2 separate regions of the Salmo salar genome follow, and region 1 is linked to region 2. Evidence: chromatin contacts called from public Hi-C data. All regions are on one chromosome and are shown on one strand. The core of a region is the stretch at or near the end of the contact, and the rest is flanking DNA. Distances in the headings are between cores, read along the strand shown.

Region 1 (2,700 bases), core at 107-2,606, 67 kb after region 2:
GGCTAACAGACACCTGCTCGATGAATGAGGTTCCATACTTACGGAAGTACCACCACTCAAATATCTGGGGGCAGGGGATTGTGAGAGTCATACAGAGAGCAATGTACCGGTACACAAATCTTCTAAACAATTTATTTGATTATCATATAATTATTGTGCACTAACTGTACAATATGCTACCTTTGGTGTTGGTATTTGAAATCCACATTTCCAGATGTAGTGTCTACAATCAAACTACAAATAACTCTGTGATCATTACAACTCACCAAGATTAGGCCAGAGATGAGAGAGGATGTTCCAGTGAGTGCCACATAGAATTTAGGGGTCAGTGTATTCAAGAACACAGATGCTGAAACAACAATGAACGCTATGTTAGATCAAACGCATCGCATAAAAATGAATGACACTTGCCTAACAGGGATTCACACTGTCCACTCTGAAGGTAGCTATTAGCTTGCTGATCATGCAGAGCCCACCACACTGGCAGTTGCTGACTGAGTCAGTGTGTACTGTAGCTAGCCACAGTAGTGATGTTGAAGTACCATGACCATATAGCTAGATGAAGATATAGCTAATGTTATGTAACAAGCTAATAGACACACTGACAAATAAACTTCTGCGTGGTGGTTAGAGCGTTGGACTAGTAACCGAAAGGTTGCTAGATCGAATCCCCGAGCTGACAAGGTAAAAATCTGTCGTTTTGCCCCTGAACAAGGCAGTTAACCCACTGTTCCTATGCCGTCATTGGAAATAAGAATTTGTTCTTAACTGACTTGCCTAGTTAAATAAAGTTTTTTTAATGCAATTCTAGCTAGCATTATGCATTGTTGAATTATGTTAGCTAACGTTAGGTAGCTGGCTAGTTATGCACAAGCGTAACATTAACAGCTAGCTAAATTAGCTAACGTAGATAGCTAGTAGCCACATTAGCTAGCTAATATGTCTCGCTACCATTCAATAAATAAACCAACCTGGGATATGTTTTGTGCAATGTGTTGTCATACAGTTAGCCAGCTTGCTGTCAAACTTTCAGTTCCTCCACGGTCTCTCGATTTCTATTTGCTAGCTCGCTAACGTTAGAAGGCTGGCTAGCTAGCTAGCTACATTGCATTCGCTAGCTAGCCCACTCTTAGAAAGCTAGCGTTAGCTAACTCACCTGAGGTAAGAGTGTCCTGCAGTTTCAAGGGGCTTCGCAGAACATAGATCATAGTTAAAACCATAGCAAACCAAACGGCACATATGTATGTCCATGACCAGGACAACCATGATTTTAATTTATCTGTAAATCCAAGAGATTGAGGATTACTGCTGGTCGCGTCCTCCATGTTTTTAACGGATGGCTGTGCTGTAAACAGAGGAATCATGTGCCAGTGGTACTGTCAAGATCCGCTTCCTCACTGTCCGCTGCAGTCAGTCGCGGATCAGAAGAGGTTTGTCTCATGAGCCAAGATGGCCGATTTCGAAGAACAGCTCACGGAGGAAGAGAAGGTATAGTCTTGAGAAGCTTTGCTCATTGTTTTACGACGTTTAGTAGATTCGGTTGTTTGTGTCCTTTCTCAAATATTTTGGCCGCAAAAAAATGTTTGCTAAGCTACAACTAGCTCGCTAAGCTAACACTACATTCTAGCTACAGTTAGCGAACAAACTGACACGGGAATACATTGTATCACCTAGTTAGATACAGTAGCTATATACAACTCCATACATCATGCTAAAACATACCATACACAAGAAGCAGTTTGCTTACTGCTTAGCTAGCTAGCTAAAATGTTTGTAAATGTTAGCCATGTTCCTTAGCCAGAAATTAGCTAGTACAGTATGTGCCTTAGCACAGTCAAGTCTGACTTTAGCTGGGCTTTGCCACATTTGGGCTTTTGCACGGTGGCTAGCTAACATTACAATGGCAATTGTCCCCCCGAGTCAGGTAGTTACTATCTAGCAATACATGATCATACAATTGTTCATGGGTTATTTGCAAATAGCTTTAGTCTAAAATCATATTATTAACTAACGTTGGTTAGCCAGAAAAGGCCACTACTTCCTGTATTGATTGCAACAGCCTCCACACCCTGCTAGAAACAACTCTGAATATATTAGGCATACTTTATAATCACATTTCTGTCTTGGGATGGCCCCTGGCCTATTGACTGTAAAGCATTACAACACAAACTTTCGATTGACCAATTATTTGGTATAGGAATCATTGAAGTCATGATTTCATGAAAAAGCCCACAAACACATACAACCCTATTCACAAGACTTCTGAAGGTCATACACGATAAAAGTGATTTTGGGCATTTTCCACCAATTGAGATTGAATCACCAAAAACGAATCAACGTTAATATGAGAGCTTGGATTTGACCATTGTTGCTGTCAGCAGCATGCAGATAGATACATGTTTGAGGCTGCCTACTGGTGTCTAGCATTCCTGCCACTTCAGTGGTAGGCCCACAGCAGGGATGTGGTCAGATGCATGTACAGACCAGTAGAATGGGCATAGGTATTTTGTAAATACAATACTTAGCATGTGAAGGAACAGTGTTTGGGAGCATCTTAACTGTATGGCAACAGCACACAGACACACACACACACCAGAAGTTCCAGAACCTGTTGGTAGTGTTTACAATGTCCTAGTGAAGTGTTGCAAAAAATACTTTACTTTTACTGTTGAATTAAGCTGTGTATCCCACACAACCTTT
Region 2 (2,700 bases), core at 198-2,697:
AAATTATTATGTATTGTACTGCATTGCATAACCTTTTAAACTTCCATGCATATGATTATGATGTTTTTTTTTATACCATGCTAATCATATGATTTGTTACAGTATTATCCATGATGGATATAAAATGAGACCGCTCACTTCCTCGCCCTCACTGTATCTATTTATATATCTATTGATCAATAACCCTGGTCTGGTAGTTTCCAACGCACATTAAAGGATCTGACCATGCTTTCCTGTTTTTACTGGTTGTCCATTGCTTTCTTCTGGTCTATGAGAGAATCTCAATTGTATTTCCTTGATTCCTTGCGTCCTCTCTCCTCGTGTCATTCACAAAACCCATTGGCTGAGAAAGTCATAGGGGCGGGAACTCTAACCTTCTGATCCAATGGATTTTGAGAAGGAGGTGAGGAGAGAGAAGGTGAACAATCAAGGAAATGCATGCAATTGAAATTGTTCCTCTTTTGAATCCCACTGATTGTGGCCCTATCCAGCAGGTGTCACTGTTTCATTACGTAGCAGGCAAAGGTACTCACTCTCGCTGTCTCTGGTATAAAGCCCCCAGCCAGCAGATAACACTGGAAAATCACTGTGTACACACACCTCTACTACACACACAATGAATGGCGCTCGCTCTAATCACAGCCAACAGAAAAGGATTGGACTTAACAGCTCTGGTTAAAGTTAAATAAAGATTAAATGAAAATAAAATATGTAAAGTTGTAATTACCACACCACTTACAACTTTCCCATGAATAAGGCACTGATGCTTCAACCCAAAACATTCATGTTGTATTCTTCTGGTATGTGTTCGTCTTTTGGGTGATGACAAAATCAAGAGTAGCACAAAGGCAGCCACCAGCTGTTGTGAAATTGCAAATAAAATAAAGAACAGGAAGGCCTCTACACTGTTTATGCTCCCAATTCAAGCGGTGAATCTTTTCTGTTCTTCACATGTATTCTTTATTAGCCCAGCACCTACGTTTTTTAAGGATTTGAGTATGACCACAAACTTTTCAATTGAAATAGTGTAATTTTGTTGTGTAAACTTGTAGTGTAAACTTGTTTCATACAATCTGTGGTTTGAAATGTTACAGTGAAGTAGATGTATACAATTTCTGTCTCATCCAAAGTCAGTCCATTAGTAACCCAGCGCTCCGTTGCTCATATTCAACATGTCTCCTATATGGTCCAACATGTGCCTTACTATGGCCCGGTATCTGAAGCCAAAGTTAAGTCATTTCAGAGTGAGTGACCTTATGAAGTGTGGAGCAGGTCAGCATGCACTGACCAACCGACCGGGGTAGCAGACCCGTTTCTCAGCAGACAGGCGGTTCCTCCTCTCCTCTCCTGCCTGCATGGGAACAGAGCGGGTCACCTCCCCTGCTCCACTCACCTCATTAACATTCCTGTGTGGGACAGCAGGGCCGCATTGCGAGGCCAACACAGACATGTCTGGCCTCCAGCAAAGCTCTCTCAGTAAACACAGTCCCTGGATGATGAGCTGTGAGTGGCCACATCTGAGCTGCTGTGACAGGCTAGGGCTCAGGCAGGTCCTATCTGCCGGCCCGGGCTGAGGGCAGCTGAAGGCCAGAGCGGAGGCAGACTAAGCTCCCATGTCTGATGCCAGCCTATCACTTGACCTAGATGCATTTTACTGTCCTCTAAGACTAGTTTGCTAATGAAGCACTTTTTCTTAGAAAAGAAAGTGGTTCTTTAAGTAGAAATAGCACTAGAATAGCACTATGTCTGTTATCACCACAACCAGGAGGTTCTACAACAGACTATGCTGTAAATCGTTGTGGTACAGCATGAGAGAGCCAAGGGATGTACTGTAGCAAGGTACAGTAATAAGACATGGTGTAGTTAGTAGGATGTGATATGATATCATCCTCAACTACCGGTAGGTATGTTGGACAAGGTGTGAACAATATTCATGCCAGAGAGGTCAAGGTGAACACATTAGCCATTGTGATTTACAGATAGAATTTACAACCCCTTCACAGACCTCCAACCACAAAATATCCTGAGTGACTGTTTGCACTGTCCCGACCCTGTAAGAGGAGATCTATTAACACGCCGAAGGAAGTGACACGCGGTAGAGGCTGGCTATGTCGTCATCCAGGCCAGGACAGACATCTGATGGGACAGGCACAGTCTCTCCCCTGCCACTGTCCTCCCGTCCAAAATTAGCCTGGACCATGAGCCTGGCCCAGAATAGGAGGAATGGTCGCATTGTGGCATGGTGCTGAGCGCTCAGACTCCACAGCTGGAGCGTTCTAGACAGGGGGCCCAGTGGCCCATCACCTGCTTCCTGTAAAGCAATTTGTTATAGAGTTGTCACTGTAAAATCTACAGCCCGTCCGGGAGGTAAAGAAAGACAGGGTCACACGTAATGAGGACACCGCAGCCTCGGTCTGGCTGTGACGTAACCAAAGGAAGGACAAACACTTCAAGCTTAGCCAGTAGCTGTGGGTAGACACATCTTTTTTATGTACAGTGAAGCATGTATGCTCCGTGTTTTAGAATAAAAAGATTTGTGAGGCCAAAAACAACCGTGATGTGTCATGTCATATAATTAAGCAGACAATAATTTCATTAGGCTTCTGAATCCCCCTGCTCCCCTCACTCCCAGGAGAGACACATACTGCGCCTCAGCTGTCTATGTGTTGGTCATTTTAGGCCACTCCCAGCACTACCAGC

The links. A called contact is a pair of places that touch in the nucleus more often than the background predicts.
Region 1: a Hi-C map of muscle shows a contact between it and region 2, with 8 times the contacts expected there. The contact joins the promoter of LOC106566046 here to the enhancer-like site in region 2. A contact is called at or near these places in 3 of 3 Hi-C or Micro-C datasets (blood, gill and muscle).

What each region holds. Positions count from the first base shown.
Region 1 is chrssa12:86,577,587-86,580,286 of Ssal_v3.1, forward strand. It overlaps LOC106566046 (F-actin-capping protein subunit alpha-1), which reads left to right and starts at 1,357. Exons shown (of 10, transcript XM_014133853.2): 1 at 1,357-1,488. The coding sequence starts at 1,450. It overlaps LOC106566045 (suppressor of tumorigenicity 7 protein-like), which reads right to left and starts at 1,436. Exons shown (of 15, transcript XM_014133852.2): 1 at 1,157-1,436; 2 at 267-349; 3 at 1-64. The coding sequence starts at 1,364.
Region 2 is chrssa12:86,510,769-86,513,468 of Ssal_v3.1, forward strand. No RefSeq gene overlaps it. Among protein-coding and RNA genes, the nearest start is that of LOC106566047, 6.3 kb to the right of the region's middle. Within about 2 kb of position 1,448, at least 2 of the 13 cell types and tissues checked have an H3K27ac peak or open chromatin away from gene starts, as enhancers often do. A contact at or near this core is called in muscle, where this site is marked.